3 separate regions of the Mus musculus genome follow, and regions 2 and 3 are each linked to region 1. The links are chromatin contacts, called in public Hi-C and promoter capture Hi-C maps. All regions are on one chromosome and are shown on one strand. The core of a region is the stretch at or near the end of the contact, and the rest is flanking DNA. Distances in the headings are between cores, read along the strand shown.

Region 1 (4,503 bases), core at 672-3,171:
AAGCATGGCAGTTGTCCAGGCAGGCATGGCTCTGGAGGAGCTGAGGGCTCTGTATCTTGATCTGACTACAGCCAGGAGAAAGGGTCTAAAAGCCCACCCTACAGTAACACACTTCCTCCAACAAGGCCACACCTCCTAATAGTGCCACTCCCTGGGCCAAGCATACTGAAGCTACCAGTTAGTACAATCCTGTCAAGGCTGACTCTAATTTAGGCATTAACCACAGTCAGCCAGGCACTTTAGTACAGATCTTTGCCTTCATCTCTAAGTGTGAGGAACAATTTTTATTATTATTTCTACAACAGGATCTCCTGGAACCAGAGGAACATATCGTTGTGAGCCATCACTTGGATGCTGGAAACCTAACGAAGGTCTTAACAAGAGAAGCAAATGCTGTCAACCACTAAGCCATCTCTGCAGTCCTGTCTTGCTTTGTGGAATGTCCTGTGTGTATACACACATATGTAATCCAAGTGATTATATTAGTGATTATGTTAGGGTTTTTCTATATATCTTTTGGTTTTTGATGCTGTAATTTCTTAATTTGAGTATATTTTTTTCAATGACTCTTTTTTTTCTTCTTCTGGTTTTTCAAGACAGGGTTTCTCTGTATAGCCCTAGCTGTCCTGGAACTCACTCTGTAGACCAGGCTGGCCTCGAACTCAGAAATCCGCCTGCCTCTGCCTCCCAAGTGCTGGGATTAAAGGCGTGTGCCATCACTGCCCGGCTCAAGTACTCTTTCCTACATCAAACACTGTGGCTACTCTACTAGTGGTTTCCTCCTCTTGACTGTCCATTCCAAGTCTTCTGACAGTTTTGTTCTAGGTAACCAGGCGGTTCACAGCCAGCAGATGGCACTGTAGCAGGAATGGACAGAATTCTTAGGTTTCTGAGTGCAGCACTTTCAGTCAGACTCTAGAAAAGCAGACCCAGCTGTCTATAATTGAAGGTCCCAGTTTACAAAGCAGAACCTAAAGCTTTGTTCCCTGCACGCCAGCCCACCATTAGACTGTCATCATCTAGTCAAAACATCTTCAGAGAAGCCAGGGTACATTTCTGAAGAGGTGAGGCCAGCATGACTTAAACTCTGCAGATAAAGGAAACTATCCTGGTAATTTAAGGAAAAGAAAGTCATTCTAACAAACAGGAAGCTGTCTGAATGCTTCTGACAACCGAAAGCTTTAGGATCGGAAGCATGTGGCTTTTGTTATAGTTTCTTATTCCGTTTACGAAAGTCAGAGGCAGCTTGGCTAGATTTCCGCAAGAAGCCACCTAACAAGGGCTGTCCCAGGAGTCCGAGCAACTACTGTGGTATCCCCCTCAGCACTCAAACTCTCGTCGGGTTTCAGATATTACAGCACATATTACTGCTGCAGAGCATAGAAGCAAAACAAACAAACAAAACAAAACAAAACAAACAAGCCGTGTCCCCAAGAACGGTCCAACTATCCTGACAGTGGTGACGTTTTCAGCTTGGTATGGTAAGATACAGTGACCCTGCTGTAGTATACACACGTGCGCCACCTTACGTGCAATTGCTTCGCATTATAGCCTGGTTCCCAAGTGTTTTCTCTTGGAACTGTACCTGATTTCACTACCAGTTGTCACCTAAATAAGTTGGAGGAAACGGGATGGCTTTCTTTTGTTTCTTGGTCATGAATCACTGGAACCCTAAGTTTTGTTCTCAAGTAGATACAACGGGGAACGACATGTTCTGGCACACTGAACATGTGTCACAGAGCAATCCCTACAGCCTTTATTTTTCAAACACACTGTCTGGGTCCAGTCGGTCTAATTAGACAGGAGCAAGCAGGCGGACTTCCGGTTGCCATGACCACAAAGGAAGCCTCGCCCAACACGCTCTCCTCCCACTACGTAGGGACGCAGACGCTACGCAGGCAGGGCGAGGCTTTGGCTCGACGATCAGCTAATTATGCCTGATTGAGTTCGGCGTTTCTCTCGCTCGGCTCTCGCGCTTGCGTACTACGGCTCGTTCCCCGTCACCACGGCCCGGATCGGGAAGTGTCAAGTGGGAGCCGGGTTCCCCCGCATTTGCAGCCGCCACAGCTGAACCCGGACCCCTCACCCCAGCCGGGCACTACCGCCATGACGAACGGTGAGAGCTGGGGGCCCGAGCGGAGGGTGGCGGTAGAGGACTGGGACCAAACGTGGCGGGCGGGGCTAGACTGACGTGGCCGTTCCCCCCGCCCCCTCCCAGCCCGGCCCCCCTGGACCTTGGGGAGCCCCTAACTCCTGTCTGGGATGCTCCTTGCAGTTTCTCTTTTCTCAAGCCCATCAAGGTACCCTAGTGCCACACCTGACTTTTCGTTATCACCCTTTACTCTCTTTTCTTTCCTAGAAGTTGGTTCTGGCCGCTGGGGAGGTCGTTCACTATAGAATTATGTTGTTAGTCCCCAGGGGAGAGAAGCTGTTATCCAGTTCCCTAAGGTCTCATACTTTCTGACAGTAAGCTGGTTGAAAGGACTTAGTAATGGTATCAAATCCCACCGTTTGCGGGGGAGGTGATTGTAGACAACCCCCAAAGTTTTTTGTTTGTTTGTTTATTTTGTTAATTTAAAAGACACCAAAAAAAGCCTTCATTCGTTTGACTAAAGTCCTAGTTGGGTGGCTCCATCTGGAGCTTCTGGCTAATACCGCAAAGGGTGGATTTAGAAGCCGCCTTTTATTAGTGATGGAGCACTTGTAATTTTTCCAGATTGCTTCAAACAATTTTATAGTCATGATTTTCAGGTTCTAGAGCATGAATTAAGACCTTTATAGTCAGTCTTACAGGAACGGAAATAAGAAAGCCTTTTCTAGGTACTATGATTGGAGAGGCTCGGGAAAGTATTTCTCATAGACTTCCATAGACGTGACACTGAAGACTGAAATGTCATTTCCTTGTGAATTTTGGCATTGTCTCTTAACTTATAGGAGTAAAAGAGCAAGACATAAAGGCATCCATAGAAACTGTCTGTGAGCTGACTGATATACTGGAACTAGCTGTGAAATAGTTTCACTGGAAGAAGTCAGTATAGTCCAGAACTGGCGGGAACCGACAAAGACCCTGATTGTATATAATATCCATTTGAAGCTTTCTGGGTAGTCAGTCTTACCATAGTACACAAAGTTAAAGAAGGAACGGAGGAAGACATAGTGTAAACTAGGAAATAAAATATTCTGGCACAGTTGATTACTGAATAAAATCTGCCTTTATGTAATTCATTTTGCTTACCTGGGTATCACATGTAAGAAGCAGAACTAAGAGCTTTCTGTGTCACCTAAGCATCAGATACATTTTTGTTTTGTTGTTTTGAGAGTGGGCTTTGCAGGTTGTATTTGGCATGCCTCTAAGCCGAGCGTTGAGTAGGAGGAGGCAGGCAGACCACAAGTTTAAGGCCAGCCCTGCCTACACAGCAGGACGCTGTGTGGAGCAGAAGCAGGATATGGGCTCCCTTTCCCCTTTGTAACTTGGGCTGCACTTAGCTAACACCAGTGTTCCAGGGGTGCATCGTTCTGCCTCATGGACACCAGTGCTTCCTGTCTTCCATTTTGTGCCCATCTTTTGTCCTGGCAAGAATATGATTTGTTAACTGTACTGTACTTGAAATAGCAACGGAGTATAGCAAAAGTGTAGCCATATGAGGTTTAACTCTTGGAATTTCCACTAACGTTTATGGTCCGCCGTAACATATGCTTTACCAACAGATGCAGATCTGAAAATCTTGGCTAAAGACTGAGCTTTCCTGCATCAGATGAGTGATTTATATCAAGAACATATGTAAATCTGTATGCTCAGACTCCGAGGACTAGCCGAGTACTAGCCTCAGTTACTTCCAAGAGTGCCACACAAATACACGTGTGTCTTCTAGTTTGTAGTGAGGGCGGGGGAGTGGAGTGATAAAGGGGCTTTTTACAAGCAGGTTGGGGAAACAGTGCCAAGATCATGGACCCTTCCTGTTTACCGTTGGCCCTGCCGTTGAGGTGGCCTCAGCACTGCAGTCTGGGCAGCATCACCTCCTCAGGCACAGCAGCATCAAAGACTCTCTCTCCTTCTCTTTGTGACAGTGTACTCCTTGGATGGGATCCTGGTGTTTGGTTTGCTCTTTGTTTGCACCTGTGCCTACTTCAAGAAAGTACCTCGTCTCAAAACCTGGCTGCTGTCGGAGAAGAAGGGAGTGTGGGGTGTATTCTACAAAGGTAAGGCCTTATCTGCATGCAGAGAGAGAACATACGTAGCTACTTCTCAGCAACGGAGTATAGCAACAGTGTAGCCGTATGAGATTTAACTTTCGGAATTTCCACTAACGTTTATGATCCGCCTGAACATATGCTTTACCAACAGATGCAGATCTGAAAATCTTGGCTAAAGATTTTTGTGGTTCTAGAATAGAAGGCGTAGGACCAGGGTGATATTTGGACTCATGTTTACTATATGAGTGTGTTTGTGGTGTGTTGTAATTGTGTGGTTGCTGCTGTGTACACTTGGCTAGCTGAGCTGTG
Region 2 (4,503 bases), core at 1,480-3,979, 4.8 Mb after region 1:
GAAATCCTCTAAAGGCATTTGCTCAGAATAGAAGTCAAAGTTCTTTTTTGTGCTCTTTTGAAACTGGATCTCACTTTGTAGATCTAGCTGGCTTGGAACTTTCTATGTAGACCAGGCTTGGCTCAAATCCACAGAGATTATCTTGTCTCTGCTTCTTGGGAAGTGACTTTAAAAAAAAATTTAGTTTTTGAGACTAAGTCTCAAGTAGCTCAGGCTGGCCTTGAAATCCAGATCTTCCTGTCTCTCCCTCCCAAGTGCTGGGATTACAGGCCTGTGCTACCAGGACTGACTAAAAGTAACTTTGTACCTGCAGCACTGACCACAGCCCCAGTCCTTCTCCAGCTGCTCGCTCTTGTCTGAGAGAGGAAGTACTTGTTCTGCCCCTTTCTCCACTCACTGACCTTCCCACTACCATGTCCTGCTCCTCTGATCAAGCCTCTGCTTTTCAAAACTCTTGAGTCTACCTGCCTTACCAATCCTGCATCCAGTTAGTTCCTTTAGTGTATAGGCTGTGCTGTTTCCTCCTTAATTTCCAGCAATGTCCCGCACATAGGAGATACTCTATAGATTTGTTGAATGGAAAACAGACTATGCAGCACTAAACTTTGAAGCTTTGTTGACTGAAACATGCTTAGATATTTTCTTCTCTGATGGTCTTCTCTGACTCCATTATTCAAGTCATGTATATTTGTGTGGCATTTTTCCTCACTGGATTGAAAACTCTGGGGGGGGGGGAGAAGACTACATCCTACTCATCTTTCATCTGAACTGGTATCTAGGGAGTGTCTGGCATAAAGCAGTTTGTTGGACGAATGAGTGAATGACATTAGAGAGGAAAAAAATACTACACTTTTAAACATTCCCTGAAGACTGAGACAGATTGAAAAAAAAAAAAAACAAGTCAAGAACAACGAAAACAGAGACTAATTATATGAAGAGCTGGTACAAATAAACAGGTAGGTGACAGGGCTGAGTGAGAATGCAGGAGTCAATCAGGAAAGGCTCTGACATGTAACATCTGAGATGTTTTCAAACACAAAAGAGACATAACTTGAGAGTAAATGAAAAGCCAGTCATAGAGTTCTGGTGAGGTAGGGCAAAATGAGCAATTCATAACTAAAGCTTGTTTGTTAAGCAGATCTGTTTAACACCAGGCCTTTTTCTTGGCTATCTAAGCAGGCATGTTCATTCATTCTGTGTCTTGGTATTTCCAGGGCCAGCCCAACATGAGGACTTTATGTTCTCTAAACACTCAAGAAAGGAAGTTTCTGTGAAAATATGCAAGGGAATCTGTCCTGTGGGATTGAACATTTTGCTAACCCTGGCTCTCCAGGGAAATGAACTTCCTCCCCATTCCCAATGTTAAGAGGAGAAACTCAAACGACTTTCCTTAAAAGGTATGATAGGATAGCCTAGAAAACATTTTGTTAGGTGAAGATCCAAAGAAATCATGGATGTATGAGTGAGGACTGAAAAATATAACTGATAGAAAGGCCTCTCCTAGACCTGCTCTCTGCTCACAGGACACAGGTAAAAATCTATGGTGGTGGATAGTCAGTTAGGGGTTCAGACTGTTCTTGTAAGAAAGAACACATTTTCCATCTCCTCCTCTTTCTTTTTTTTTTTTTTTTTTTTTTTTGGTTTTCAGAGACAGGGTTTCTCTGTGTAGCCCTGGCTGTCCTGGAACTCACTCTGTAGACCAGGCTGGCCTCGAACTCAGAAATCCCGCCTGTCTCTGCCTCCCAAGTGCTGGGATTAAAGGCGTGCGCCACCACTGCCCGGCACTCCTCTTTCTTTTAGGTAGGGCCTCTCTATGTAGATCAAGTTGACAAACTCACAAGAGATCCATCTGCCTCTCCTTCCAGAATCTTGGGTTTAAAGGCATGAATCCTGGGTTTAAAGGCACGTACCATCCTACCTTACTCTTATAAATACTCGACTCCAAGAAATGTTTCTCATTTTAAGAACCAACATTTTACAGCGCGGAAGGCATATCAAGTCCCACAGAATCTCTTGAGGCTGAGTTGGCAACTGTCTACTAAGATAACCTAGTTTTCAGGGTCATTTTTCTTAAACATTATGCCAGGTCCACTTTCCGGAATCCACCGCCTTTCTACCCTTCGTGGAGGTAAGACAATTTTTGTTTACTGCATGCATGGAGGAGCTGAGTTCGGATATTTTATTTCCTAACAGATTCTACGGTGGGAGCGCTTCAGCACAGGGAGGCATCTAAATCCCTTATGCTGCCCTGAAATCGACATGGCAGCAAACAATTTAAGTAAAAACTGAGAATTCTAAACCCTCAGAGTCATCCCCAGGTAGTCAATGTCTCCCTGCGCTGCCCAATCGCTGGGATGTGATTGGGATGTTGGGGGAAAATCACACTGGTTTGGGGTGATGTCACACTAGCTGAGATGACATCTAACTGTAAGAAACCCGACCGCCACCAAACGCCGGTTAAACGACCTCGGAGACTGCTGTGCGGAGAGGACTGGGAAACCGGTCCCCACACACTGTCCACGCTGGCTCCCCACGGAGGCCCACCCACACCCGCGGCCCGGGGCAAGATGCAGTGATCTCAGCCCTCCCGCTCCTCCGCACTTCCGCCTCAGTAGGTGTCATGGCGCTAGGTGGCTGAATGGTTCCGGCGAGGCGGGGCCGGCGGGATGGAGGCGGTCGCTCGGGGCTCCACTTGTCGGGTCTGGTGACAACGGCGGCTGCGGAGCGAAGGGCCGGGCCGTGGCCCCGGACCGCAGGGGAGGCCGAGGCGGGAGCGCTCGGCGCTGAGGCGGCGGCGGCGGGAAGGGGCCGGGTGGCAGGGCAGGCGGGAGGCTGGCGAGGCTCCGGCCGCAGGACGGGCGCGGGGACGGCTCCGGGGGGCGGGGGCCGGGGCCGGGGCCGGCTCGTGCGGGGGGTATGATGACCCGGCTGCGGGGCCCCGGATCGCCTCTCCTCCGCCGCCTCCTCGCGGCGGCCCCGACTCGAGGCTGAGAACTACACACACCGGCGGTGAGTCAGGCTCGGCGAGGGGCTGGGGTCGTGGACTTTGGGAGTCGGCGCCCCGAGGTGGGACGGAGCGAGCCGCAGACTCCCTTGGGTAGCCGGCTTGCTTGGGGTGCCTCTCTCGCCAGGCCCCGCGCGGCCCTAGGCGCCTGGTCGCGAGCGGCCAGGCGCGACTGCGTGCCGGAGAAAATGGGCAGCTCCCCCTGCCTCCTGCCTTTCCCTCCAGATCGTGTTGTCCTCAGGTGACAGGGGTCCGTCTGGCATCTCCCCACCGTACAGATCTCCACCCCAACCGCGGACTGCGGTGGCAGGTTCTTGTGCTTGTGCGTGTGCATGTCACCCCACTCCCTGTAGCTGTAGTTTGGGCGTATTGGTGCCTTTGGGGACCGGGAAACCGCATCTAGAGTAAATCGTGGTGGTCGGGCTGGTATGGAAGCTTTTCTGTTCTCTTGGTTCATGTTCTGTAGTCTTTGAGTATGTAATTTGTGATGGTGGTAACGCTGTGTGGGGACCAGCCCACCTATATGTTTATCTCTGCAAGGCAAAGCTAGAGGTCTAAACTTTTGCAGTCCGTCGTCGCCTTTAAAGCCAAGAACAACAAAATCCAAAACATTAAAAGATGGAAACAACCAAAAGCCTTTGGGTAGGACCCACACTATAAACAGCTCTGTAGGGCAGCGTCCCCCTTTTGTGCTTGGCAACCGAGACCTAAAAACTTGGTCTCTAGGAGCGTTGGTCTAACCTCCAGTTTGTTGTGGTGACGAACCGTGAGCAATGGCCTGTGTGTTTATGCTGGGCGCGTTTTCTTTCCTGTTTGGGAATGGGTACTGGAACGGGAAGCCGGAGAGGGGGTGGGGGCAAGCTCCAGTAAGTGAATCTTTTCTCTACATAACCAGTGACTCAGTTGTGGATACTCATAAGATGCGCATTCTTGTCTCTTTGGTGACACTTTGAGAATTCTCAGTAGTGTAGTGCAGCCACAAACAAGAGTTTCAAATGTAGACTCCGTTGCCCCAGTCCGCTCTTTATCTTGTTTCCTAGTAACTGATGAAAACAGCAGCATGGCTTCCTGCTGTAGACGGAGTGGGGTTAAATTAAGTGGCGGATGGCCTCAGCAAAACCTACAATTTTGCTCTTGTTTGTGTAAAGCTATTTTTGATTCATGGTCTGTAAGATTTTGTTTTTTTTGTTTTTTTTTGTTTTTTTTTTGGTTAAGATGATAGAGAATGCAAACCATTGCCAATTTTTTTTGGGGGTGGGGGTTGCTCAGTTAAAAGCCTAAAGCTTCCTGTAAAACATTTAAAAACCTAACGACTCATTTTACCTCATCACTGTTATTCAACTGGTTATTTTAAGACTTTGCATGCAATTTTCTCAGGACTCAGTGTTGCAATGTGATGGAGTCTTTTAGATACTCTCCTTGGCAGCACACACCTTTAATGCCAGCACTCCAGAGGCAGAGGCAGGAGCATCTCTGTGAGTTCAAGGCCAGCCTGGGTC
Region 3 (4,503 bases), core at 941-3,440, 4.8 Mb after region 1:
AGTTCATAACCACTGGTAACTATAGCTCCAGGAGATCTAATGCCTTCTTCTGACATACACAGACACCAGGTACAAGCCATACTTGTGGTACACTTACACATGCAGGCAAAATGCTCATAAACATTTAAAAAAGCAGGGCTTGGTGACCCACACCCTTAACCCAAGCACTTAGGAAACATAGGCAGGTGAAAGCCATGTTCAAAGTTCAAAGCCAGCCTGGCCTACATAGTAAGTTCCCAGGATAGCTAGGGCTGTCTCAAAACAAAATAAAATGAATCATTATCTGTGTCACGTTTTCCAAATGAGCTGGTCACAGAGCTAAAGCATTCTGTGAAGAAGCATTTTCTGACTTCCATAGTGGCTTCAGATGTTTAGGAACTCAAGATCAACTAAGAAGTCAGCTAAGAACATCACTGATTTGAAAAAAATCCAGTGTAACTACTTGAAGTAATACACAAAATACAGACCAAGAAGATCCACATCCACATGCCACTATGGAAGTCAGAAAATGCTTCGTCACAGAACGCTTTAGCTCTGTGACCAGCTCACTGGGAAAACGTGACACAGATAATGATTCATGCTAGGAGGCACGAGCAAGAACTAAACATTCTTTTTGTTCCTTGGGTGGCATGATAAAAAATTTAGATTTCAGCCAGGCGGTGGTGGCACACACCTTTAATCCCAGCACTTGGGAGGCAGATGCAGGCGGATTTCTGAGTTCAAGGCCAGCCTGGTCTACAGAGTGAGTTCCAGGACAACCAGGACTACACAGAGAAACCCTGTCTCAAAAAACAAAAACAAAACAACACAAACAAAAAGTTTAGATTTCATTCCACTGATTACTGTTTCCAATGTTGTGGAACCAAACTACTACAATCAACTGAGACTGTTTATTTACAATACAGTTCCTGGATTCTATCCCATCCTAATGAAATCAGAATTGATCCCTAGATCACGATTTTTTAAAAAAGGACCCCATGGGACTTTTGTGTCCTACCTACAGTTTTGAGCTACAACTATAGATTAGTTACACGTTCAAACATATATAATAGAAAAAATCCTAACCAAAGTGAGGAGACAAGGCTACTTATTAATAAACTACCACAACAGGCTTTGGTAATTACAGCCTGAGCCAACAACAGTACAACTTTAAGAACAAGAATTGATATTTTGAATTTTTCATACCACCTGACAGTAGACAATGTTTTCAAGGTTGACTAGCAAGCTTGGTAGGGTGCCTGGTGACATTCATAACACAAATACAAGCAGAATAGTAGGTTTAAAGAGGAGAAGAATGATAGTATTATTTTGGTCATATCTTTGATGAACTATCCAAGTCGAAATGTAAAGCAAGCAGAAAGATATACAGGTCTGAATCTAGAAAAAAGGGAGAACTGTTCTACGTTAAGTCATTGAACCAGGAGTCAGCCGCAATTGCTAAAGCCTGTGGTATGAAGGAGACCTCTCAACTGGGCATGGTGTTCCACACGGAAGACTGAGATGACAACCCAGAAATGCAGCCTCAAGGCCAAAAGATAAAACTGCCCTTCTTTAACTTTTTCAGAGTGATCGCAGAGCTCTGAAGAGGATTAAAAGTGGGGCCGGGGGGGGGGGGGGGGAGTTAGAATTCTATGGTAGGTTGGTGATACCTAATAACTCGCTGGATGACATTCCGGTAGCGCAGCCTATCAGCCTGAATATGAGGGTTACACAGAGCCTTCTTCAGTTCCTTCACCACGTCCTCAGAGCCAAGGTATGGCATCGTCGCCAACACTCACGGGACAGTTTCCACAGACCCGTAGGGAACTCGTGGGCTCCTCCTAATTTCGATGTGGGAGCCTGAATAAAGGAGATGTAGTCAGTGAAAACACTAACGGCGAGATGTCACTTTGCTGTGCCTGCCCCCCAGGGCGGAACACATTCTTGGGTCCTCGGGCGAGCCCCGACCCTTCAGGAGCCGCCCGGAGACCCACAGGCCGTTGGCTCTGCCCAGCAGATCTCAACTCTCTCTAGGCCCAGTTACGAATTCTACACTAGCAAAAGGCCAAAGACCTAGCACAGCCTCCTCCCTGGGAATCTAGTCCCAGTGGCCGAGGACACCCCAGACAGCTTCCTGCGGAAATCCCGCCCCGTCGCCCTGAGACACAAGGAGCAGCTTTCCGGGTCGCGCCGAGCGCCGAGCGCAGGTCCGGGGGGGGGGGGGGGGGGGCACCGACCTCCGGACGCCCTTCCCCCACCCATTCTCCCCCTCGGCGCAGGCGCGCAGCTCACTGTGTGAGCGCCGCGGCCGGCGATCGGAAATCAACTACTAGGGTCTGTCTCCCCGCCGCCGCGCGAGCTTTGACAATGTGGGGACTGGGCCCGAGCTCCAGCGCGCGGTTGTGAGTGATGCTCTCCCGACTTCTTCCGCGTTGGGCGCTTTCATCCTGATCGTCCCGAGCGCGGCCACCTTCTTTTTTCTCACTCTGTCTACTAATTCCGTTTCTGGGATGGTTTTCCTTTAGGGCTTCTGGACTTGTTCCAGAGTCCACTTGTCATTGGGACGCTGTCGTGGAAACCTCACTCAGGAGTGCGGTTCCCGCGAAGACCCCACTGGGTGACACCTCAACTCTGCCACCATGAACGGGGTCGTAATCCCCCAAACGCCCATTGCTGTGGACTTTTGGAGCCTGCGCCGTGCCGGTTCGGCGCGGCTCTTCTTCTTAACCCACATGCACTGTGACCACACGGTGGGTTTGTCTAGCACTTGGGCCCGGCCCCTCTACTGCTCTCCCATCACTGCTTGCCTCTTGCATCGTCGCCTGCAGGTATTGGGGCTGGGATTTGATCGCTGAGACCTAGTCCAGGAATCTGGGTGGGGACTTCTGATCTGTCACAGTTTGGGGGATTACCGAGTGGGAGACATAAGGACTGAATTTTTACAAATGTGGGAATTGATCCCGGAATGAGACTGGCTTCTAGTTAACTACCTGGAGGTTTTTAGTCAAGGAAATGATTCCTATCTTTTCAAAAACCAGTGCTTTCCTAATTTGCATTTAAGAATCTACCAGACTGTTCAGTGATAGAACACTTGTTTAGTGTGTGCAAGAACCCTAAGTTAGATCCCCAACACTCATTGCCCGCCCCCAATAATTCATCTAATGTGCTAGATAAAAACACATATTGTCTAACATCTCCTCATCTTGTCTGTGTCAGTAGAAGTGGCTGGTGTGAGACTGGAACTTTTTTTGACAGTTGTTTCCCACCCATGGCTGGGATTATCATGATAGGAGAAAGTGTGAGAATCTTTATTTAGACTGTTTTCAGATTCTGAGTTTAAATCTGTACAAAGGGTGGGAGACAGAAGAGGAAGGAGAGATTTCTTGGGAATCCTTATAACAGCTTACATGAGAGTGGTTCAGAACTCGGTCAGCTTTCCTTGATGAAAGAGAAGTCTATGGTTACTCGGGTGACCAACTGTTTTCCTCAGGTGTCTAAGCACTGGATCCGGGCCCTGGAGGTTGGCGAGAGTCATGTATTACCTCTAGATGAAATTGGGCAAGAAACCATGACTGTAACGCTCATAGATGCCAATCACTGCCCTGGTTCTGTCATGTTTCTCTTTGAAGGATACTTTGGAACAATTCTATACACAGGTGAGCCTCCCAAGGCATTCCTCACACTTTATAGCTACCTTTACCCAGAAAGATAGCTTTATCCCATACAGGCACAGGGACCCTTTCCAACTGATTTCCTACTTGACCATCCATCCTTTACTTTGTTAAATAAAATCACAAGAGCAAGAAAACAAGAAAGGCATGTTGGTGCTCGCCTTTGATCCCAGCACTTGGAAGGCAGAGGCTGGCTGATCTCTATGAGTTCAAGGCCAGCCTGGTCTACTTAGTGAGTTCTAGGACACCCAGCCTATGTAGACAAACCCTGTCTCATAAGAAAAACATCAATCAAACAGAAAATCTCCAAGAGTGGGAAAGAGACATTTTCACAAAGAAACTAGACTGTACAGTTCAGTGCCAGGACAGTTTTTGCATAAACTCGTAACCAATCTCCATCTGCTACTGAAGGTAGAAGAGGCTTGTCTTCTAGCCTTTGTTTTTTGCCCACTTCTTATACCCCACATATTATTCTTCCAGGTGATTTTCGATATACACCATCCATGCTGAAGGAACCTGCTCTGATACTGGGGAAACAGATTCATACTTTGTATCTAGACAACACTAATTGCAATCCAGCCCTGGTTCTTCCTTCCCGACAAGAGGCTACTCAGCAGATTGTCCAGCTAATCCGACAGTTCCCACAACACAACATAAAAATTGGTGAGCGGTTTCCCTTTTTCTTCCATTCATGCTTAGTGAATCAAAATTCTTTGAAGGTCCTCATTGTTTTCCAAATCTTTGTGCCTTGCTCACCTTTCTTGTAAAACTACTATGGTTATCTTATTTAAAATTGAACCTCCCAGCTGACTTGGTGGCTCACACCTTCTATCCCAGCACTCAGGAGGCAGAA

The links. Promoter capture Hi-C pulls out the DNA fragments that hold promoters and counts their contacts. A called contact is a pair of places that touch in the nucleus more often than the background predicts.
Region 2: a promoter capture Hi-C map of pre-B cells shows a contact between it and region 1, with 2.5 times the contacts expected there. The contact joins the promoter of Hipk1 here to the promoter of Tmem167b in region 1. A contact is called at or near these places in 2 of 39 promoter capture datasets (liver and pre-B cells).
Region 3: a contact with region 1 is called in a Hi-C map of B cells, with 5 read pairs. The contact joins the promoter of Ap4b1 here to the promoter of Tmem167b in region 1. A contact is called at or near these places in 1 of 39 promoter capture datasets (pre-B cells) and 1 of 484 Hi-C or Micro-C datasets (B cells).

What each region holds. Positions count from the first base shown.
Region 1 is chr3:108,559,884-108,564,386 of GRCm38.p6, reverse strand. It overlaps Tmem167b (transmembrane protein 167B), which reads left to right and starts at 1,921. Exons shown (of 3, transcript NM_026198.2): 1 at 1,921-2,116; 2 at 4,069-4,200. The coding sequence starts at 2,107.
Region 2 is chr3:103,789,501-103,794,003 of GRCm38.p6, reverse strand. It overlaps Hipk1 (homeodomain interacting protein kinase 1), which reads left to right and starts at 2,729. Exons shown (of 16, transcript NM_010432.2): 1 at 2,729-3,009.
Region 3 is chr3:103,807,204-103,811,706 of GRCm38.p6, reverse strand. Ap4b1 (adaptor-related protein complex AP-4, beta 1) reads right to left here and starts at 2,190. Exons shown (of 10, transcript NM_026193.2): 1 at 1,650-2,190. The coding sequence starts at 1,762. It overlaps Dclre1b (DNA cross-link repair 1B), which reads left to right and starts at 2,320. Exons shown (of 4, transcript NM_133865.2): 1 at 2,320-2,807; 2 at 3,470-3,635; 3 at 4,131-4,313. The coding sequence starts at 2,619. It overlaps Gm15471 (predicted gene 15471), which reads right to left. Exons shown (of 5, transcript NR_040412.1): 5 at 3,267-3,493.